Linked DNA regions of Capra hircus: region 1 is linked to region 2. The links are chromatin contacts, called in public Hi-C maps. All regions are on one chromosome and are shown on one strand. Each heading gives the region's core, a stretch centred on a gene start, on an enhancer-like site or on the middle of the called end of the contact. The rest is flanking DNA. Distances are from core to core; before and after follow the strand shown.

The links. A called contact is a pair of places that touch in the nucleus more often than the background predicts.
Region 1: a Hi-C map of blood shows a contact between it and region 2, with 4 times the contacts expected there. The contact joins the promoter of PXYLP1 here to the enhancer-like site in region 2. A contact is called at or near these places in 2 of 5 Hi-C or Micro-C datasets (both in blood).

What each region holds. Positions count from the first base shown.
Region 1 is chr1:127,293,279-127,297,353 of ARS1.2, reverse strand. PXYLP1 (2-phosphoxylose phosphatase 1) reads left to right here and starts at 2,178. Exons shown (of 7, transcript XM_018049770.1): 1 at 2,178-2,234; 2 at 2,712-2,861.
Region 2 is chr1:127,198,374-127,202,397 of ARS1.2, reverse strand. No RefSeq gene overlaps it. Among named protein-coding and RNA genes, the nearest start is that of ZBTB38, 10 kb to the right of the region's middle. Within about 2 kb of position 2,322, at least 5 of the 5 cell types and tissues checked have an H3K27ac peak or open chromatin away from gene starts, as enhancers often do.

The DNA.
Region 1 (4,075 bases), core at 929-3,428, 95 kb before region 2:
CAGATGTGCCCTGAGCTTTTAATTTACGTAAGTCAATCAATTCCTTCTTGTTTAAGTATGTGCAAATTGGGTTGTCTGTCATTTACAGCAGCGGTCCTTAGCAGCCTTTTTAAAAATTAATTTATTCGGCTGTCCCAGGTCTTAGTTGCTGGATCCAGGATCTTGATCTTTGGTTGTGGCATGTGGGATCTAGTTCCCTGACCAGGGAATAAAACCCGGGAACACTGCATTGGGAGGTCAGAGTTTTAGCCGTTGGACCTCCAGGGAAGTCCCCCTAGCAACCTTTTGGCACCAGGGACCAGTTTTGTGAAAGACAAGTTTTCCACAGAGTGGGGAGGGGGCAGGGTTAGGATGATTAAAGTGCATTACATTTATTGTGTGCTTTATTTCTATTATTATTACATTGTGATAATTTTCCTATGAGAATTTAATGCTGCAGGTGATCTGACAGGAGGCAGAGTTCAGGTGGTAACGTGAGCAATGCGGAGTGACTGGTAAACAGACGAAGCTTTGCTCATTTGCAGTGCTTCTCACCTTCTGCTGTGCTGCCCAGCTCCTACTCAGGTTTGGGGACCCCTGATTTAGAGCAGAAAGTGCCCTAGCTCATGCAGGGAAGAGGCAGCCAGCACCAAGGAAGGTGTAGAGCCTGGACTTAGTGAGAGGATAGCCAGTGGGATTGTGAAGGAAAGGAGGAGAGGTGTTGGGTAGGTAGGGTGGTCTGAGAGCCAGGTGGGAGAATCTGGGTGATGCTAAAGGGGACAGTGAAACAATTTGTCCCGGGAGGTGCAGTTCATATGTCAGAGGTCCGGGCAGGAAGGAGCTGAGCACAACCTGGCATCCCAGGAATGGGAAGAGAAAGGCAGGTTATCAGGGTTTAGAAGCTAAGGCTCCCTGGATCTTGAGCTTTCAGCTGAGAAAGGCAAAGCAGGAGACTGTGAACATTGTGAGACCATTGAGAAGATAAACTTGGGAGCTGGCAAGAGATAGAATTTGGTGCTGGGAGTGCTGAACTGAGATGGAAAGTTCTGAGCAGAAAGCCAGAGAGTCGGTAGAAATGTGGGTAACATCTCCGTGCTGAGTGTGGATTTGGGAGCCACCAGTACAGGAACGAGAGAAGAGGCCATGTGAGAAACGGCTCCAGAAAGTATGCTCAGAAGGTCAACAGTATATACTTAGGAGCCCATTTTGCTCAAGACCAATTGCTCTAAGGTACGTAGGGGTCACTGTAGTCCTGGAACCGATACCAAAGGCCTCTCTGACAGTAACAGCTGGTCAGTTTATCTTGCGCAGAGAAATCAAGTAGTATTCCCCACTAGCTAGAGCCCAACATTTGAGAGAAATGACCCTTCCCCCCACCCGCCCCCATAAAGTATCAAATCAAGTTCAACTGCAAGCCTCAAGTGTGTCTAACAGAGTTTCAGAAATCAGTCAAGTGCCCAATGGCTTTCCGGTAGCTCAGAGAAGGGGTGGGGATGGAGGCTGCCAGGATGGCGACCTCCGCAGGGCACCTAGAGGCCACCCGGAGGGAGCAGCCTGGAGGTCTAGAGTTGACACACAGGGCCGGATGTGGTTGGGGCCGGAAGGGAACGTGGAGTATGCTGGGGGCGGGGGTGGTGGTGGTGGGGAGGACAAGGTGGCCAGGATTGTGACAGTTTGGGTCTATGAGGCTGCAGTCAGCCAGTAACGGTGAGTCCCCAAAACGGACGACCAGCTCAGCACCGGACCCCGGGTAGCGCCGGGTCAGGCCCACGGCCCACGGGCACCCCACACTAGGGCTCCGGGCCCGGGTCGTGTCTGCACACTCGACCTAGGCGTGCGTCCACTCCTGATCCCGAGTCCGGCGTAGTTAGGCGCGCAGAGGCCCTGCGCTCAGGTGGCCGCGGTGCCGCGCACTCAGCATGCCGTGACCGCGACTTTCGCCCGCCGAGATCTCCGATGGTTGTCCCGTCCCTGGGGCCTGTATTGGCCTCCTCCGGTCAGTGTCCTCTCCACCGCTCCCTTCTAGCGTGCCGGGCCGCACCGCAACGCCGCCTCCGGGGCGGAGCTCGAGGGCGCCCAGCGCGGGGCGGGCCGAGCCCCGAGCGCCGCGAGGTCAGTAGGGGGCGCTGCGAGATGCCGCGCTGCCCGAAGTCGGTGCGCGCCGCCCTCGCCTCCCGCTGCGCCCGGCCGAGCGGGCGGCGAGCGCGGAACCGGGCGCCCTGCGGCGGAGCCGGGCCCGGCCGGGACCATGGGCGGTGAGCGCCGCGCGGGCCGCGGTCGAGGCGGTTGCCTTTGAGGCTGAGCGGAGCCTCCCACTGAGGCTCGAGGTGGGCGGGTGTCCTGGGGTTCGGGCTCGGACACCAAGCGGGTCTTCCGAACGCGCCAAGGCCGGGACGACCGGGCAGTGACTCCGGTGGGAGAGGGGTGCAGGGCAGGGGAGGTCAGGGGCGCGCTTACGAGTACCCGGTCTGAACCCGGCTACTAAGCTCCCTCCTCCATCCCCGCCTCTTCCCCAAACCCCGGCCCCGGACTCGCTCCTTCTCCCTAAGCCGCCCCCTCAGCTCCCGCGCCCGGATCCCAGTCCCCGCCTTCTGATCCGCCGCCCTCTCTCCTAGCCCCAGCGCCCCCTAACCCGGCCTAGGATCCCTCCGCCCTTTTCCCAAGTCCTTGCCCCGCAGCCCCCGGCGGGTGCGTCCCTTAGACCCCGCCGCCTCCGGCTTCTCCACCTCCAGCTCCGCACCTCGTCTGCCTCGGTGCGCGGTCCCGCCCCTCCGGCCCGCGCCTGCCCGGCCCCCGCACTCCTGCTGCCTGATTGCAGCCGGAACTGGAGCTTCCCTGCAAGATCCCCCTTCCCCGGCCGCCGCGAGCCCGCGGGTCGCCAGGTAAGCAGACGGCAGCAAGTTCTCGGCGGCCTTCCTCGGCGGTGGGGCCGGCTACTCCGGCCGCTACCTGCGCGAGGCGCCCCCGGGAGTCCCGGGGCCCCGCGGACGGGTAGCTCCGCGCGCGGGTGAACGTTCCGGGATGCTCAAATCAGGACTGCGGGGTTTCCAGCCCCCGCAGTTGCTCTTGCTCGGGAACTTGTCTAGGTCGCAGCCTTTTAAAGCAGCCGGCTTTGTCATACACGCGAAACTGGATGTGCTTCTAGCTGGCCGCGTTCTTGGCGGCTGCAGCGGTCTTTCGAATCCTACCTGTGGGTGGGTGGGTGGGTGGTTGAAGGTTTAGCGGTGCAGGAGGCGTTGGAGCCATATTTTACCCGCTTCGGCGGGGCGTTTCGGTGGGGGGTGGGGAGGACATCCCTGCCCGGGTGGCTAGTGCCTTCGTGGGAAGACAGGGTGCTTTGTAAGCATTCGAAAAGTAAAATCACGAGAGTTGTGGGATCAGATCGCGTGCGAATGGGGAAGCGTGGGGTGGGCGACTAAGGGAGCCTCAAGAAGGCTCCACAAGTTGGGGACATTTGTTGCTATTTGCTGAAGGCCTGCGGATGAACCCGAGTGTGGAACACGCAGTGCTCGGCCTCACAAACGTGGGGTGACTGCGGACCCGGCTCGGCAACAATTCCTCCTCGGAGGTGTTGGGTCGCTGTTCGGACATCTCTGGGAAGAGGGTTTAAAAAAACAGGTGGTTTGAAAAACCTCGAGTTTCCTGGAGAGAGGTGGAAATTGCAGGGTGACAGTCAGAAAACCAGTGCATGAACCCACCCCATCCATTCTCCTGGCTTTCATTAACTTTTGGATTGAATGAATTGCCTACTTTAGAGAGGGCTTCTCTGGTGGCTCAGTGGTAGAGAACCCGCCTGCCAATGCAGGAGACAGGAGTTCAATACCTGTCTGGAGAGGGAAATGGCAACCCACTCCAGTATTCTTGCCTGGGAAATCCCATGGACAGAGGAGCTTGGCGGGCTGCAATCCATGGGGTCACAAAAGAGCAGGACAGGACAAAACAACGACTATGTTTTAGAAAGGATATGTAGGAGGCATGTCTATTTTACAGGTTAGCTCCTGGCCAGCCCCCCATCACTGATACCTGGGAGGCTTCTTTTGAGCACCAGGGACTAGGTGGGCCACTGGGCCTTTGCTTCTGCCAAGTTGCTTTAGTC
Region 2 (4,024 bases), core at 1,073-3,572:
TTGAATCTTATTAATATATATTTTTTACTGCTCTGGGTCTTTGTTGCTGTGCACAGGCTTTCTCTAGAGGCTACTCTTCGTTGTGGTATGTGGGCTTTTCATTGTGGTGGCTTCTCTTGTTGCAGAGCAAAGGCTCTAGGCATACGGGCTTAGTTGCTCTGGAGCATGTGGGGATCTCCCTGGACCAGGGATTGAGTTCCAGTTCCTTGCATTGGCAGGTGGATTCTTAACCTCTGGACCACCAGGAAAGTCCCAACCTACTGTCTTTCTAACTGAACTACTAAGCCTAAATAATTAAACACCTGAAAGCTTAAACTGTTCGCATCAGGTGGCCAAAGTATTGGAGCTTCAGCTTCATACTTTGGCCACCTGATGCAAACAGCCAACTTATTGGAAAAGATCGTGATGCTGGGAAAGATTGAAGGCAAAAGGAGAAGGGGGCAACAGAGGATGAGATGGTTGGATAGCATCACTGAGTCAATGGACGTGAACTTGGGCAAACTTCAGGAGATAGCGAGGGAGAGGGAGGCCTGGCATGCTAGTCCATGGGGTCACAAAGATTTGGACAAGACTTAGCAACTAAACAACAACAACAAAGCTTGAACTACCTTCCTGGCTGACTCTCCCACTAACCATTTAGTGTTTATGACTGACTCTGCCCAGCCGAGGTCTGGCAAGACGGAGGGCCTGGCTCCATCACTAGAGGTAACAGCTGGGTGGGAGGAGAGACTGCTCCTTCCTCATACTCTGATTCCTCTTTGAACTCAGGGGCCTACTCTTCTCCCTTCTAGAGCCACCTGAAGACTCCAGAGGGGACAACCAGGAAACTGACCTTCTTATCTACCTCTACAGAGGTTCTTAACCAGGGCTCCACGGTGGGTTTAAATTTTGTTTTCCAGATAATGTGGATACAAAGAGGTGTGTTATCTTGGAAGAAGGGTCACAGCTTTCATTGGAATCTCCAACAAATCTAGCACACACAAATATCTTCAGAACTATTACTCTGGGAAGATCCTCGGCAAACACATTCAGACAGGAAAAACCCTTAGCTAAATTCAAGCCCCATTTCTCTGTCACATCAGTCCAGGGTGGCAGGAAGATTAAGGTAGGAAGGGTTAGGGAGTCACAGTGGGCATGGGTGTGGAAGGGTGGAAGGATAAACGCTGTGTATGAAGTTTCCAGAGGGAAGCCCAAGGATATCAACGTGTGTCCTTTCGGTTTGCAGGTTACATGGAGCCCAACATGCAGGGCACCCTCAGCTCTGGGCAGAGGGCTCTTTGAGCTGAGAGGAAGGATACATTTACTAGGGTCTCTGTCTGGGGTAGGGAGTATTGGGAACATGTGGTTATGAGCAGCTATGTGTTTGTTTACACACTCGTGTGCTCACAAAGGTGAGTATAACACAGCCTGTGGTTATGTGCATGGATGTTCTTTGTGTCAGTGTATGTCTGAATAGTTTTGTGAATGCATTTGCACTTGTGTGCTCACTCCTGGACCCCTCAAGCCTTTGGCGAGGGTGGGTGGGGTGTTGAAACAGATTCTGGGTAAGAATTTCACTAAGTGAGATAATCTACAGACCGGCCGGAGGCCCACACGAGAAGTGCGGGAATCCTCAACTCCTCTCTCTCCCCATTCCCCTCCTCCCCTCAGCCCACTGCCACCATCCGATCCCATCGCCTTCCCCTGGACTACTACTCGGGCTTCAGTGCCCTTCCCTCGAGACCCCTCCGGACAGCAGCCACAGTGCCCTTATTCTTCTTAAGTTAGGACGCCTAGGTAGGTGCCCCGCCGAAACCCACAATAGATTTATACTGTCAGGGGATAACGCCCATCTCCTCCGTGGGACTCGGGGTCCTTTCACGACCGCGGCCCTGCTCGCTGGGCACTCTGCGCTCTCGAGGCTCCGTTCTTTAAATGCGTCGCCCCTGGGCCTGGTTCTATTCCACACTCCCAAGCTTTGGCTCCGATGCCTCCTCCTCTCAGCCTTTACGCACTGCTCCTACACCCTGCATCTCGGCGATTATCACTTGCCGCTGTAATTGCCCGATTACAACTGGCAATTGTAATTGACAGAAGATCCAAGTCCGTCCGTCACGTTCCACTTGGTGACCCCGCCCCAGCGGACTCCCCAGAGGACAAAGCCAGAACCGGCGCAAGTTACAGGCCAGCCACACATAAGCTCACGTGTCTCTTTCCCGCCGGGTGGAGCAGCTGAAGCCCAGGGAGGCGAAGAAGAAAATGCGCGTGCGCATAAGGACCAGTAGGAACTACGACTCCCAGAATCCTCCTGACAAGACTCCATTTCCCACAAGGCCTCGCGGGGCCCCACCCCGGAACTGCGCTCTTTGCCTGAAAGCGGAAGTTAGGGTGAGCCTGGCGGTGGAGTCTGTGCCTCAGAGAATAGAAGAGGTTTTACGGATTGTCTACCTCCAGGGGTCGTCAGTGAGTCAGAAACCGGGACGTCAGAGGGAAAGGACCTGGCAGCAGCCTTTCAGTGCATTATTCCGCTTTCCCTCTGGCGCGCACGACCAGACCCAAAGCCGCCGTGCACTCCCACCGCTGCGTTCTCTGTCCCCACCTCTGGACGTCCCTGGGAATAGAGGCCGATGGCTCGATGGTCTTCAGTTCAGTTCAGTTCTGTCGCTCAGTCGTGTCCGACTCTTTGCGACCCCGTGGACTGCAGCACGCCAGGCTTCCCTGTCCATCACTAACTCCCGGAGCTTACTCAAACTCATGTCCATCGAGTCAGTGATGCCATCCAACCATCTCATCCTTTGTCGTCCCCTTCTCCTGCCTTCAATCTTTCCCAGCATTAGGGTCTTTTCCAAGGAGTCAGTTCTTCGCATCAGGTGGCCAAAATATTGGAGTTTCAGCTTCAGCATCAGTCCTTCCAATGGTCTTGGTCTTGGGTAAAGCTTATTCCCAATGCTGCATTGCCTGTCTTGCACTGGGAAGAAGTGAAGACCTGGCCATAAAGGGCATAACCCACAGGGCTCCCCATGTTGGTCTCACAACTTTGCTTCTTCTAGCAGTAGCTGCAGGAACTGAAGATGTGGACTGTGGGGACAGGTGTGGACAGTAGCGTGGAGGGGAGAAATTTGTGGATCCTGACCTGCTGCTGCAGTTCCCAAGATGTTTCCAGTGGCCCCAGCCCTGTGGGTATATAGGACTGGTCCAGCACATATCCTTAAATGCTTGGATTCTGTACAAAGTCAGCCCCCTTCCTCAGACCCTCCAGTCCCAGCTTCATTCCCTCAAACTCCAGCAACACCTCATCTGGGCCCTGCTGCCTATTTTCATCTTGCTCCTCGGAAGCTACTTAGAGCATCCTGGCTTGAAATAGGAGCAATTGGTAGGACTGGAATGAGAAAGAGGGTCTGGACCATTTGGAGGAAAAGAAGAAAACTGAAGGAAAGGAGTGAACTAAAAGGGAACTGTAGGACATTTAAGTGACTGACAGCTACTGAAGCAAAATGGGAGGGTTAGGGTATAGGTGAAAGGGGGTGAGCGGTCTCAAAAGACAGAACTGTATGTATGCCTAAACAGGCAGAGGAACACATTTTTCAGAGTTTCAAGCAAGATCATCTTCCTTTGGTGAAATACAGGGGTTTATCAGGATTACCTCATCATTGCTGCTCATGAAATTTTACACTGACTGGCTAAAGGTCACATTCCAGGGAGAGGCTGAAACCGCTGTTAGGTTAGGTATTAAGTCTTGGTTTGTTGACTTGGGGCTTAGCACAAGCGACTCCATTTGGGGCCTGTTTCTTCTATTACCAGAATGTTCTTAATGAAGTTGTAAAAAAGTGTTCCTTTTACTCAATTCTGAACCTGGAGTACGGGTCCTTTTGTTATTCTGTATGACAGAATGGGAGCTATAATAAAGCAAGTCGTCTGCATCTCAAAATAACTCTGTTCATCTTGAAAAAAGTGTTAGTAGAGGTAGTTACGTGCTCAGTCTCAACCCCTGTACTGTTGTATAAGAGTGTGCTGTGGGCCCAGAACATTTCCTTACAAAGATATA